Linked DNA regions of Rattus norvegicus: region 2 is linked to region 1. The links are chromatin contacts, called in public Hi-C maps. All regions are on one chromosome and are shown on one strand. Each heading gives the region's core, a stretch centred on a gene start, on an enhancer-like site or on the middle of the called end of the contact. The rest is flanking DNA. Distances are from core to core; before and after follow the strand shown.

Region 1 (7,367 bases), core at 2,502-5,001:
TGAACCCAGAGCATCAGGCACATTAGACAGGTGTCCTACCATTGAGCCACAGCCTCAGCCCCAAAGGCAAGAAGCAAGAGAAATCTAGGCACACAATGTAGGGTGGTAATTGTCTCAGTAAAAGGAGTCGAGGGTGAAGTGTGGAGAAGTACGCCGGAAGAAGAGAAGTCTAATCGCTGCAGTCGGAGAGTTGGGTCACATGTTCACTATGCTATCACGAGCACCACTACGATTTATTTTATTCATTATTTTTGTGTGTGTGTCACTATGTGTAGCCTTGGATAGCATAAAACTTACTATGTAGACCAGGCTGGCCTTGAATTCACAGAGATCCACCGGCCTCCACCTCCCAAGGGCTGGTATGGCGGGGGTGTGTCACCACGCCTTGGCAAGTACTACTATCTTTAATACGAATGCATGGATCAACAAGTTAGCCGGCTAGGCCTGGACCAGTAGGCACAGCTTCCACCCATGGTCAGGAGGAGAGCACTTTAGAGTGAGCTCACGCCTCCAAGATGGGGGCCTTTGACAGGTCACTCCGCCCTTCTGTTTGTTTTCTCACCTATAAAACCACATCTCAGCACCACCTACAATGAGAAAACCGGAAGCACATAGCTGATATAAACTGAGTAGCTGGTGCTCATTAAGCACTCACTGTGCGCTCTGCATCCATCTAAGCGCACTCATTGTGTGTATCAGCACACTTAATTGCCATCACCTCCACTAAGGTAGAGACTGGTTAACTCCACTTTACTGGAAGGGACATGGAGGCCCAGAGAAGTTAAGTAAGTTACCCAAAGTCACAGAACTAGGCAGTGGTGGAGCTGAGGCTCCCAGGTCCACTCTCACCGTGAGGTGGGTGACACTGGGGACGCTGTACACTCAGCAGAGCCTCTATTGGCCCACGGCACTCGGAGATAAGCACTTATCCGTTCCTCACACAGAGGTCAGAATCAAGAGGCCTCAAACCTGTTTAGAAGTGACCCTGCCTTTTCAAAGCTTCCTTTGGAGAGACCCCTTACTCTAGAAACCCCCAATTCCCGTGTCACTGCAAAACCTGATGCTACGTCAGGACTCGACCAGCTCCACAGAGAAACTCCCACTTCTGGAGCACTGTGCGTTGGCTCTCTCCAGTCTACCTGGGACATTTTTAGTGCGTATCTAGCTCTACTCATTCATGCAGCTAAGGAGTCTATGTCCCCTCCAGGTTGCCCTTGCCAGGAGGTCCTAGGGCCTCATGGCATCTTTCCCTCGTCCAGAAGGTTGCCTAGATACTAGGGTAACCCACGAGGTCTACCCAGGAGCCAAGCAGGCAGCTCAGCGGGATGTTCAGAATAAACGCATGAATGAATGGGCTGCTATGCCATCATCTGTGAAACCAATGTGGCTCCTTAGAGCTGCGGGCACTAAGAGCAGCTAGGGGAGGCTTTTGGAAGGAGAGGGCCTTTTAGGAAGGGATGCTAGACCAAGCCAAGAGAGGATTCAGGCATATGGGGAAGACTGGTAGGGACAGAACAAGATCCAGTCAGTAGGCTTGTCCTGGGAGGGGAACTTGGGGCTGGAAAGTCATACACACACAAAAGCCAGACCAAGATTCTCGCCTGCAGGGCCAGCCTTCTGCTTTCACAGGCACCTAACAGTGGTTCAGCGAAGCTATCAGAACACAGGACCTGCTCAACTTTTTTGCTAAGCAACAGCTCATTCTGGGGGAGGAGGGCAGGGGTTCTCTAGAATTCTGAGTTCAAAAATTAAAACAAACATACAATTGTCTAGATTGAGAAATGGATGTTTAGAGACGGATGGAAAAGATGAGTCCTCAGGATCAAAGAGGATCGTGACAGGTAGACGTCTCTCTACAGTCTTCTCAGGCTCGAGGATCCCTCCACTCACAAGGCATCAACCTCAGCATGCAGCACACACCCATCCCGTAAAGGCTGCTTCCTAACCCTCACTTGCTCCAGGTCTAGGAAACATCAGGGTATGATGGAGCTCTGCCCAAGGCTGTCTCATATACACTTTAGCTAGGGATGGGGGAAGGGACGTAGAGCCAAGAGCCCCACCAGGTGTGTGGGGGGTCCTGCCCTTCTTAGGCCGGGTGGTTGGGTGTTGCCCTCGGGTCTTCTGAGGCCGTGTGCCTTTTCCCTGGCACCTTCAGCATGGCTCCAATGCTTTCTTTGCCTCTCCTTTCTATCACCTCCCTCTTGCCTCCCAAGCAAACCATGTGCCAGCACCCTCCCAGGGGTTGAGGACTCTGTACCCCTCTTGGCCCACACAAGGACAAAGGGCCAGGAGCAGTGGAACACCCACCACCCCTCATTAGCAGTCCTCAGTGGGGCCAGGTAAACCCCAGGATCTCTGCCAGCTTGGTGCCCCTGAGCTCCCTTGGCACCAAGGCCCGTGCTAAAGTCGTTGGCATAATGGCCAGCAGGGCTGAGCCCAGAGCCGGGAACCAGGAGAGCTGGGCGCCCTCTGGCTGTCCAAGCCCAGCCAAGGACTGAGGAAAGGCTGGGCTGGCAGAAAGGGGCTGGCCCAGATGGTCCTGCCCCCACCGCAGCCTCTTGCACTCCCACCCACCAGGGCAGAGCTGTTCCCATCTTCCATGTGCCCCAGTCGCCACTGCACCCACCCACCACAGGGCATTTGAGAACAAAGGGGAGGTGCAGCCACAACAAGAGCTGGTCAGGGGCTGGTCAGGGACCCCAGCAATAAGAGACCTCAGGGGACTGCCCACCTACCTGGCCCCACCCCTCTTCAAAGTGGGACCCACCCAGAAAGAAACATCTGGTTGTCTTAGAGGGCAGGAAGCCCAAAACCCACCCGAATAGGGTGTGTTTGGGGGACATACACAAGAGGCTCCTTCCTCACCTCCCCCTTCTCAGCAGGCTCCCACTTCCCACCCATTTCCCTCGGTATGAAAAGTGGGGCAGGAGGAGGTGAGAAGCCGGGCTGAACGCAGACAAAGGGGAGCCCCGAAGGTTCCTGGGTCTTCCTCAACTGGACTCCCCCCCTCCCTTTTCTTCCGCCCTCCACCTCCCTTTCACCCAGGAGGAGCGAGAAAGGAGCCAGAAAGAGGCTGACAAGGCTCTTGTGGAGAGAGGGGCAATCCGAGCAGGAGCTTGGGGAGAAACTGTTTGCTAGCCGTGTCCCCAAGCGGGGGGGTGGTCTCTGGTCCACCGAAGGAGACTCACCCAGGGCTCAGAGAACGTATCCTCTTAGGTGACCATTGCCCAGAGTGGGAGAATGATTTAGGGGGCACCAGGGCAGGAATGGAAAAGAATGGTAGGGATGACCACGGGTCCCAGCTTGCCAACCTGGGATCTGTTAGGACCGGCGGAAGGGAAATGGGAAAATCATTTGAAACTTGAGGGTCAGGCCTGCGACCCCAAAGGGGGTCTGGGTGGTACAAGGTGTCCTACATAGCCCCAGGAGGGTGAAGCCTGGGCCGACAGCAGCTCCCAGAGGCACTCGCCGCAGGGCTGCCGACTCGGGCTCGGCCAAGGCGAAGGGGCTCACCTGCATCTCGGGCGCGCTGTCCGTCCGCTCGGCTTGGTCACCAATCGCATGTCTCTCTTGCCGGCGCGGCCCCAGCCCCAGCCCAGCCCCCCTCCTCCGTCTCCTCCTACAACACCTCCGCCCGGTCCGCGCGCCCTCGCAGGGCTGGCTTTCCGTCTGTCTGTCCCACGCGGGCGGGAGCCCAGCCGGCCCTAGGGCAGGAGCTCAGGAGTCGGGGGCGGAGGCTGAGGCCGCGGCCGCGGCGGGCTGAGAAACCGTAGCTCTCAGGACGCCTGTCGCGGGCTCCCGGAGCCTGGTTCTGTCCCTCGGGCCGGCCGGGAGCGGCCGCCACCGCCTCTACCGCTGGGGCCGGGGTCGAGGCCGGGCGTTCTCCGCAGCGGTGCCGGGGCCAGGGCTGGGGCCGGTGGACAGCTGCTGCGCATGCTGCTCTGAGCCCCGCGTCGGGAGAGGGGCCCGAGCGGCGCGGGTGGGGACTCCGCGCGCTCCGGGACCGGGACCGGTCCAGGTCCGGCCGCCTCCTGAGCAGCCGCCCGCTCCGGCTCCCGCGCCGGCTCCCGCTCGGGCTCCGCGCTCTGCCGCGGCGTGGGGAGGGAGCGAGAGGAGCGAGCAGCGAGCCAGGGAGGGAGGAGGGACAGAGGGAGGGAGGGAGGGAGCTAGTGAGCGAGCTCTGGAGCGGGGCGGGGGAGGAGAGAGAAGGCGCGGCCGCAAAACCTGGGTGGGGGTCCTTCTTTCAGAGAACCAGGCGAAGATCGAGGAGCGTCCCGGCAGCTGCCCAGAGCCCAGGGGGCAGCGAGAGTGGCAGCGGGGCACAGACGAAGAACGCTCCCGGGCCGGCGCCCCCGCGCTCCCGCCCTGCACCACGCAGGGCCCCTCTGGGTCCCAGGCTCCAGCAAGTCTTAAGCCAGCCCAGCCCGCGGTCTTCCCAGAGTGCGTGCACCTATTGGCGTGTGATTTGTCTCTGGCCACATGCGTGTGCATGTGAGCGCGTGTGTTCACACGTGTTAACTGGGGTCACTGCACACTGCCATGTGGACCGACACACGCACGTGGACAGACAGGGACCCCCACCTGGCCACGGTTGTTTAGAGGACGGCTTGAGGAGGGTCAGGTCTTGACCCCTCCTCTCGAATTGTCCAGGACACTCCCCCACTCCCCACAAGACACCACCACCACCACCACCACTTCCTAGGGATCTTAGGGCGAGGCCGGCCGCTGGGACGCACAGGAAGGGGATGTGGAGGCCGAGCTGGCTAAGTGGGTCTACCCGGGGGCCAGGTCTAGAATTGCTTTAGCATCCTAGTCTCCACCCCGTAGGGTTTCCTGTCCAGCAGAGGGCAGCAGGTCTACCTGGAAGGCTCCGGACCATGACACTCTACTAAGTGACCAGCAGAGGGGAGTATAGACCCTTAGTCTGGGCTCAGCTATTTACCATCTAACTCCCTAAAATAAATACTGAGTTTGGTGGTTACCACATTTCAGATGACTCCAAAGAATAAGACCTTTATATCGAGACCCAGACTGTTCTTGGGCCACAGATCAGAGACTAGCCTGGCAAGGTGGCCTGGTAAGGGCTGCGGTGTAGGCAGGCAACCCTTTGGGACCTCACATCCTTCTACAGTATCTCTTTCCATCTGCTTGAAGCCAGATGCCCCTTAAAACCATGCCAGCTTTATTAGAATAACCATCAATGAAGACACCACAAGGCAGAGTTCCCTTCTCCCCATTAGCACCTCAGAACTCCCGGTAGTTTGTAGGCAGGCAAAGAAGGAAGCTGTGCAGGGCAGGAAGAGACCAGCGCAAGGCCTGTGCCTTTCTGGGGTGGGCAAAGATCCCGTTCCCAGTGCCTTGTTCGCCTTCCAAGGAACCAGACTGGCATTTCAGAGATGCCTGTCTGTCTTGGAGAGGCCAGCTTCAAGTCCCCACCCCCAGCACTGTCTTGATTTCCACAGACCAGCCTCACACACATAGTCCAAAGAGTTGCACAAACCTGTTCCAGCGAAACCGATCCTGGATACCTCTCAGCCTCACTGGCAGACCACTGCTTGGGACATTCCTGCCTTGTCTACATCCATCCTTATCTCAGGCCTACCTAGAGCCCCTTCCCGCAGGTGTGGGTGCTGCTCCCTGCATCTTACATTCTTCTTCCAACAACTTCAGGAAGAGGCACCACTACTCCCCTGAAATAAAGAGCAGGAACCCCAGGCTCGGAAAGGTTACGTGACTTGGCCACGGTCACACTGCTTGTAAACCGTGGAAAGGGAATTTGAATGGCTTTCCAGGGCTGAGTAAACCAGTGGGAGGCAGGCTTGGCAGAGGGACTTACTGGTAGGAGGGGAGGTGGGGCGGCCACACGAGTCCCCTCCCTTCCAGAGACTAGCGCAGGCGGCTCATGGGTCCCCCATTCCGTGATCCTTGCACCCCCTTCCCAGTCTCCCCAGCTCCCCCACCCCGGCTGTTTGTGAGTTACCGGTGAGCTCCCGCCCTCCCTCGCCGCCTCCTCCCACAGCCCGACAGGAATAGACGCTCCCTAGCTCCTGCGTAAAGGCTCTGCCAGACCCGATGCGGGGCGGGGGGCGGGGGCGGGGGCTATTCCTGGTGCGGCGACTGACGCAGGCAAGGCGCGGCCACCGCAGATCTCCACCCCCGACTCACCTGCTCCCTGCCTCAGTGATCTGGTCGGAGAAATGGGGGAGAGTCCATCGGCCCCATTGTCAGTCTCTAGTTTCTAGATGAGGAAGCTGGTGTGCTAGGCTGATATCTTGTGGTGCCCATCTACCCATCTTCCTTCGGTGTCCTGGGGCGATGGAGGTGACACCCCAGCTACGTTGAGGTCGTACTCCTCCACTGTAAGGTAGCCCAGCCATAGCTCTTTCTCTATGTCTCCTGAAGAAACGGTCCCTCTCAGGTTCTCAATCTTACTCCACCAGAGGAAACGATGGGAAAGGGGGCTTGGGGAGGATGGGACCACTACAGTCTGAAGAAGCCTTTATGAGGGCTCTGCTGGGGCCTTGTCCCTGACCTTATCATTCTGACCCCAAAGGGAGTAGGCTAACACTGGGTCCCCTCCTTAGCCAGATGACTGGTGGGGTGGCCCTCAATGCTCTCACAGATCCCAGGGCCACTGGTGAAGCATTGGGATGGTCCAGTTTGGGGACTTTACTAGAAACAGAAGTACAGCCAAGGAGTGCTCACTGGACACCTGCAGGCTTTTGTTGGTCTTCCTCCTAGGTAGTGAGACTTTCTCCTAGTTTCCATTGTTTCAAGAACAAACGAGGATCTGTATCTTCTAAGCCTGCCTCCCTCCCCAGACTTAACAGCCTTAGGCAAGGCCTACCCCACTGTTGCTCTCTGTCCCTCCACTAGGAGCTCCCAAGAGCGAGCGAATGGGCACAAAGGAGATGCTGGTCTCCCTGTACAATGAGGAAATTCCTAACAAAGTAGGAGCCAATGGCTTCAAGGAACCAGTCTTTTGTAGCCTGAATTCTGGCCACAGAGCAGGGGCGGGAGTAAGTTTTCCGGGGCAGGTAGATGAGAGGGCTACCTTTTAAAACACACCACCCAATCTGTAAGGGTTCTGAGGTCTGTTTTCCTTCTCATTTCAAGAATGGCATGGCCGCCAGCTGTGGTGGCTCACACCTGTGATCCCAGCATCCAGGACACTGAGGCAGCAGGGATGGGGGTGGGGTGGGGGGTGGGGCTGCTGCAACTTCCCAAGACAGCTGTCTCAAAATAAAATAAAAATAAACGCAACAAAGAAGGACTGAGCTTGTTGGTCCTGTCACACACGCGAGAGAGCCAAAGCTCGGCTGACTGCTGCACTGCCCACGTTTGTCCTGCACGAGAGAAGCCAGGCT
Region 2 (7,367 bases), core at 2,201-4,700, 80 kb after region 1:
TGCTTTCCATAGGAAATAAACATCAATTAGAGAAGTAAGTGGTATTATCATTCTCCCGCAGACGCAGCAACAGTGGCCTGGCTCATCGGATGCTGCCCATGGCTGGGCCAGCTGCCTGTCTGGTCCTTCCTCTGTCCCCTCTGCCTGGACCTATCCTCACACGTGTGGAGCCAAGCGCCCACCACCAGGCCACCCTGGCAGCAGGTCGTCTCCTGGAATCAGTGTAAATTGCTGAGAAAGGGCCTCCTTCCCTGTGTGACAGAAGGTTAGAGTGTTTAAAGAGAGCAGTGGAGCTGTTTTTATTAATCAGAACTGCTATAAAGAAAGCATTTTAATTAACATAATTATCCCGATTGAGAAAAGCAGTCCTTATCCCATAGATACTTTTCAGACTAAAGATGCAAGCTGTCACAATCAGTCATAATTAGGGAATGCCTGCTACTTTCTTCTCTCCCCTCTGGGCAGTGACTCCTCCCTGGGTTAGACATCACAGAGATGACACAGAGTGACCTCCTCCACCTCGATCTCTTGTCTCCAGCTGTGTCTCCAGCTGACTCCAAGAAAGAGCTCCCCGCTACGATCCTCATGCTGGCCCTGACCGGCTTCCCAACCTGGTGAAGGAAGAACAGACCCCAGGAAAGGGGGTTGCCTCTGTGGCTGGGGAGAGAATGCTAAGACGGAGAAAGCCAGTGAGTCCAAGCCTCCACTCCCTGGATGCTCACCCCTACCTCCCAGGAACAATCTTGACTTGAATCCATTTCCCCACATAACAAGATGAAATCTACCTACAGCCATACCCAAGTGTGTAGCCTCCCCAGGTCAGTTAACCCCCTTCATGAACGTTCTGGAGTCCAGCCCCCTTCAGGGGGATCATGCTCCCCACAAAGCTCTGCCCCAGCCATGCTGGCCTTACAGAGTCTCCCAGGAGCAGAGCCTTTGCATATGCTAGCCCCTCTGTGACGTTTGTCCAGCCACCACTGGGTAGGAGATACATTCTTGCAACTCTGCCCAGACTCTATTTGCCCTGAGACCACGAAGCTGTAAACTCTGTTTCAGAGTCAGGGATGGTCTTCTTTTGTTGCTTCTTATGTCGTGGATGATGTTATTTGTGTTCAATATTTTTTCTTCTTTGATAGTTTGGTTGTATTTTCGCTCCCGTTCCCTGTTGTTCACTCAGTGTTTGGCTTGTTCTAAACCCAAGCCTTTCCTGGTCCCAGGAATGTCTGGATAGGAGTTAAGACCAGGAGGGAGACACAGGAGCAGCTCCTGTACCATGGACTTGGGCCAGGCCAGGGCTGCGTTCAGGACAGTTGGAAGTTAGGATTTTCACTGCTGGGTCTTGGCTTCTCCATTCGGGAAATGAGCAGCCTACAGCCTGTTCATTTCCTCTGCCTCCCACAGCCCACGAAATCCCCCCAAAGCTGCAGACCTCTCTTGTGTCCCCTGACAGAAGCTGAGGATTCCCGCCCTGCCCCCCCCCAGCTCACCAAGTACCTGTCACCTTCCAAGGCCTCCTGTGATCCCACTGCCACCGCCCCCAGCCTATGGGTAACAGGTTCGCAGGTGACACCACGACCATATTTCACCCGCTGAGCTGCAGCTTCCTCCCTGAGAAGGTGCTTATTTTTTAGTGCGTCTTAAATAGGAGGCTGCAAAGTGTGTTGTCAGCGCTTTTTAAATGGCTTGTTAATGCCTCCGCAAAGCTCAGCGTTGGCCAGAGAAGACAGCTCACTCTCCATGACATAGTCACCTCAAACACAGCCTTAGCTCCACACAGCCATGATCAACCCCACTGCACTCGGCTGTCGAAAGGCCCAGGAACAAAAGTATGCTCCAAGCCCACCCAGGGCAACTCTCTGGGGATTCAGAGTAGCACCCTGCCTAGTAGCGAAAAGATTGCTGACTTTGTAGCTTGGTGGCCCGTGAGCAAATCTTTAGTTGGCCACTTACCAGCTGTGTGACCAAGGACCAGGCACCAAACCTCTCAGAATGCTAACTCCTACCTCATGGTTGCTTGAATGGTAAAAGCAGGTAATACATCCTGGGTCACATCTGACTTTTAAAAAGTTATAAAAGGTTGTTTTGCTGGGGATGGAGAGATGCCTCAGTGATTAGGAGCACTGACTGCTCTTTCGGAGGTCCTGAGTTCAATTCCCAGCAACCACATGGTGGCTCACAACCATCTATAATGGGATCTGATGCCTCTTCTGGTGTGTCTGAGGACAGCGACAGTGTGCTCACATACATTAAAGAAATAAGTGCATCTTTCTAAAAATGTTTTGTTGTTACTGTTTGTTTTGTTGTTGCTGGTTTGTTTGTTTGTTTTTGTCAGAATCTCAATATTTATCCCAGGCTGGTCTGGAATTTGCTATGTAGACTAGGCTGGCCTAGTATTCACAGAGTTCCAGCCTATACCCAGAGGCCTTCAATAATGCAGGATGCATGCCGTGGGTTTGGTCCAGCCTCGCAGGGCAGGAGCAGAGACCAGGAGCTGTGATGACATGAGGAGGGGTGTTCTGTGGGGGAGCCTTTCCAGACCCAACAGAGGCTCCCACATCCGGAGAAGGGAAAACCACAGAGGAGGCGCCCTATGCCTGCCCACTTGGGGGCTTGGGGTATGCGTGGGGTGGGGAGCAGCCTGTTTTCTTGACCAACCACTTCAGCTGTGTGACCCAGGAGACATTGCTTCCCTCTCTAAGCCTCCCTGAGGAGGTCAGAGACCCAGTACAGCCTCATAGCAGGGTGCAGCCTGAGGCAGCTCAGGCGTCCTCACTCCCCTACCTGACTGGGCAACTGTGACTCCCAACAACTGTTGCCGTCACAATGCCATAGTGGGCACTGCACTTCTGGGCTGACTTGCCCTGTCCTGGAGACGCTCCCAGGGTGGGTGGGATTCGGTGAAGATAGAGAACATCAGGGTAGTCATGACACCTGGGGCCGGGTCCTGCACACTTTGCTGTGCCTGGCTGGTTGCTAACCCTCATCCTCATTTATCTCGGATAAGAGGCGCACTTTTCACCATTAAGGGGAAACTGAGGCTTAGGGCGGAGTCCTGACCCCAGTCCTCTGAGGCCACAGCCAGCAGACTGCGCCTCTCTGCATCCTAAGGGACCGAAGAGATTAGTCTCAGAACCTGTGGCTCCCACCGGAGCCACCCATCCTTAGACATCAGTGTCTCCAGCTCCAGCCCCACCCCCTGGGCACCAGGAGGCTGCGACAGGGTGAGGAGGAGCCACAGCCTGATAGCACCCTCAAGGCAGAAGTGAGGTAAGTAGGGGCGCGGGGGTGGAGGCGAGAGAAGGAGACAGATCTCGGGTGCGGCTCAGCGCTGTGATTTTTCCCGGTTATATTTTTAGATGGACTACTTTCTCTCCCCTCCCCCTGCCTCAGTAGGAGGAGGAACACAGAAATAGCCGCTGTGCGTGTCTGAGCCGGGCTATATATAGTGGGCACAAAACCCAGCTGCCCAGGGCTTCTCCCACTCGCTGCCCTGAGCAGGAGCAGAGGGGGAAGGGGAGGCCCTGTCCTCCTGTCCAGTCAGTGCCACTAGCTCCCACAGACATTCAACTCTGCCAGCACCCTTGGGCACACAGGTGGCTGCCGTCTCCCTGCTGACCCCCCACAAGGGGTATCCTTTGGGAGGCCTGGAGTGTCCAAGAGGCTTGATTCAGGGAGGACAGGCAGATGGCAGAAGTGGGCAAGAGGCTAGCCAATGAACCTGGCCTTCTCTACTCCACGCGTTCTCCGGCCTCCTTAGCAGAAGGCATAAATCATACCCAGAACATTAACTCAAATGTGTCTGTCTGGTCCCCGTGATTTTGATGGGAAAACCAGAGTCCAGGACTAGCCTAAGGGTCCCTTCCTTCTGCACTCAGCTTCGTCATTTCTAAAGTGGAGATGAGGTCAGCACAGGCCACTGTAGACCCAATGAGGCAAGCACGTAATGTCCCTGAGGGTGGGCATCCCTAACTAAAAAGAGATTCCCCAAGTTCCCAAGTCAATGAGTCCCTAGTCCCCCTTTAACCAGAGCCCCACTTGACAAAGTGACTGTCCTGTGGGTGAACTTTTGTCTCTTACCACAGAGCAACTAGCAGGCCTCCGAGATGCCATTGCCTGATTGGCAGACATTAGGTTGATAGTGGATGGCGGAGTTGAGCTGCAGGCCAGGTCTCTTAGGGGGCCTTCCTACAGACCACCCTGACTATATGGAATATCACAGCAAAGGGAACAACAACATCCTCATGACTTTGGGCTGCTCCAGAATGCCCGGAGCTGACTTAAGTGTGGCTCCTCCAGAGGCAGGTCCAGTGAGCTCCACCAGCTTCCTGTCACAGAACCCAGGTAGAACAGAAGCTTGTACACTTTGGGGGTGTCAGTTTCCCCATCTTGCTCCTAGCACAGATCTAAGTACACCATCTTGTTTAACCCTACACTGTCCCCATTATAAGAGAACAATGCTTATTTTACAGATAGGGAAACTGAAGTCCGTGGCAGGGATAGACCACAGAAAGTAATAGGCACAACCTGTGAACCCTGATTTTCAGGTCGCCCCAGGAGAGACAAACCTGTACCTCTCAGACCTGTGAAGTCCAGGATCCAGAGTAGTGTGGACTTCTGCGTTGAACAGCTGGCTTGAACAATTCCTGATCATGGCTAATGGCCCAAGAGTACCATACCCAGCAGGTCCGACATATCACAGTTAGGGAATACTAGTGGTCATCTACCTGCCTCACCCCCACCCCAAACCTTAGAGCCCCAGTGCCACCACCTCCTCCTCCTCTTCCTTCTCTTCCTTCTCTTTCTCCTCCTCCTGCTTCTCCTTCTTTCTGAGACAGGGTTTCTCTTTGTAGCCTTGGTTATCCTGGAACTTGCTCTCTAGACCAGGCTGGACTGGAACTCATAGAGATCCACCTACCTCTGCCTCCTGTGTGTTAGGATTAAAGGTGTGGGCCACCACTGCCCAGCTCAGACCATTCTTCTAGCTACAAAGTTCTCTTTGGTTTTCAAGAGTTGGCTGAGCACCAAGATGAAAGCCAGCCATCTCTCAATGGTACATGTGGGACTCTTCACTGTCATGTGACTTCAGCCAGAGCCCAAAAGTGCTCACTGAAGCATTAACTCCAACTGTTCAGCTGATTCTGGGCTGCTGGTCTGGCATAAAAACTCTCGAGGCCTCTTCTTTGTCACAGAGTTACTGGCCACACTCATGACAATAGATATTTGGGAATAGGAGAAGCCCACCTCCCTGCAAACTCACACCGTCCTGGTGGACTGTGAGCACTGCCTAACCTGGGAAGGAGGAAGTGACGCATAGACAGACACTATATGAAAAGTGTGGGCAAGCACGGGCATCCACTGAAAATGGCCAAAAAGCCTAAACATCCAACCAGCCATGACAGAATTCCCAGAAGGCAGCAGAACAAGGTTTATGGGTTAGATCTGGTGGTACGCTGGTCATGACACTAAAAGCTCCTACTTGAAGAAGGAAGATCCAGGTGGACTGTGTGAGGTGGTCGTTGGGGCCGTGGCAGCCCACAGCTACAAGCCCAACAGTAGGAAGCAGAAGCAGGAGGATCAGGAGTTCAGTTCATCTTCCACAACATGGCAAGTTCAAGGCCAGCCTATGCCACATGAGGACTTCTCATTCTGAAATCAAACAAAGAAACCCAGAGAAACAAAGGAAGTGGTGACAAGCAGCCAGGTGGCTCTGAAGGCTCTTGCTTTGCTACCCTGGTAAGCCTAGTCCAGCCCTGGGAATCACATAAAGGGAAAGGAGGGCATTGATGCCTCAGAGTTGTCCCCTGGCCACAACACAGGCGCCATCCTATGTGTGCCCATGACTACATGTGAGTGCACACACACACACACACACACACACACACACACACACATTCATAATGATAATAGCATCTTCTTAGGTAGTGAAGGGCCACTGGGCCTGGTGCACACCTTTAATCCCAACACTCAGATGCAGAGGCAGGTGGATCTCTGTGAGTTCCAGCCCAGCCTGGTCTACCATGCAAGTACCAGGACAACCAGAACTCCATAGAGAAACCCTGTCTCAAAAAAATAGAAGTGATGGAAGAGGAGAATGCTAGCCAAGAGCTGGCAAGGACATGGGAAAATTCAAATTTTACACATTGTTGGTAGGATGGATACAAATCAGTGCAGGCAACTGGGGAGGAGCAGAGGGGGTGTGCCTCCAAAATGTTAAGATAGAATTCTTAAGAACCAGCAATCTACCTCTGGTTGGATATCGGAGAGAACAAAGAGAGGACATCGGAGACATTTGCCACCCAATTTCTTCAGCACTGTTCCTCAGCGGCCAGGACGAAAGAGCAGTGTATTACTGGTGAGCAGAGAAGCATCCGGGTGTGCACACAGGGTGGAATAGTAGTCATCTTTCAAAAAGGAAGAAACTCATGTCTTACGGCACAATATGGAGGGACCTTGGCAGTATCGTGCTTCTCCTGAACTACAGGCGATAAGCCAGTTACCAAAAGGACAACATAAGAAGTGGGCCCCTTCCCGGTACCTTTCCGCTGAGTCCAAACTACTTGATTTAATCCCCTATTTTGCCCCCTTACAGATGGTTTAACTTCAGGCAAGTTACTTAACCTCTCTGTGCTTCTGTAATAGCAGCTCATGGGGTGTGGTGAGGATTAAACCAATAAATATCTGTGATGTGCTCAGAACAGCACCTGGCACACAGCAGGAACTTGGAAGCCTGTTATTACTGTTGCTGTGCCATTGCTGTCCTACTTTGCAGGGCTGTTGTGAGGTCTGGGCTTGGCCAAGTATGTAGAAGGCATTCCTAACACAGGAAAGCCCACCTATTATGATGCCAATGGTCCATCTTGTTTGCATCTCTTTCCTCAAAAGGCTTTACACACACACACACACACACACACACACACACACACACACACAGAGCACGCACGCACGCATGCACACGCACACAGAACACAGGTAACATCGGACAGACGTAAGACCAACCTTTGAAGGGCTCAGCACCAATGGGGCAGTAGACCTGGCTCACCCCGACCCTGAGCATCTGTAGAGTTGGAAGGGGCACAGAGAGGGTTGAGCCAGTTCTGGTATAAGCCTGGAGGCCAGACCCAGACTGTGAGGAATGCAGAAGTTCTTGAAGAAGAATGAAATGGAGCAACAATGGCTTGGGTCCAAGCTACAGATGGCCAAGCCTAGCTAGGTAGGCAAGACAGAGTCAGGGGCAAGGGATCTTGGAGCTGAGGCCTATCCACACCTCTGGCCAGATGGCCTCTGCCTGGGGCAGCAGAGTGCTCTATGCAGAGAGAGCTTCCTTCTCCCTGGAGCAAGCCAGAACCCAGAGGGTGCCTGCTCACTGT

What was found. Hi-C and Micro-C count contacts between places; a contact is called where the count stands out from the background.
Region 2: a contact with region 1 is called in a Hi-C map of frontal cortex, with 2.2 times the contacts expected there. The contact joins the enhancer-like site here to the promoter of Lingo1 in region 1. A contact is called at or near these places in 3 of 12 Hi-C or Micro-C datasets (Schwann cells, frontal cortex and prefrontal cortex).

The regions. Positions count from the first base shown.
Region 1 is chr8:65,920,415-65,927,781 of GRCr8, forward strand. It overlaps Lingo1 (leucine rich repeat and Ig domain containing 1), which reads right to left and starts at 3,752. Exons shown (of 2, transcript NM_001100722.1): 1 at 3,514-3,752. The coding sequence starts at 3,519.
Region 2 is chr8:66,000,726-66,008,092 of GRCr8, forward strand. It overlaps a transcript of Lingo1 not described here. Among named protein-coding and RNA genes, the nearest start is that of Atp5mgl1, 41 kb to the right of the region's middle. Within about 2 kb of position 3,451, at least 11 of the 93 cell types and tissues checked have an H3K27ac peak or open chromatin away from gene starts, as enhancers often do.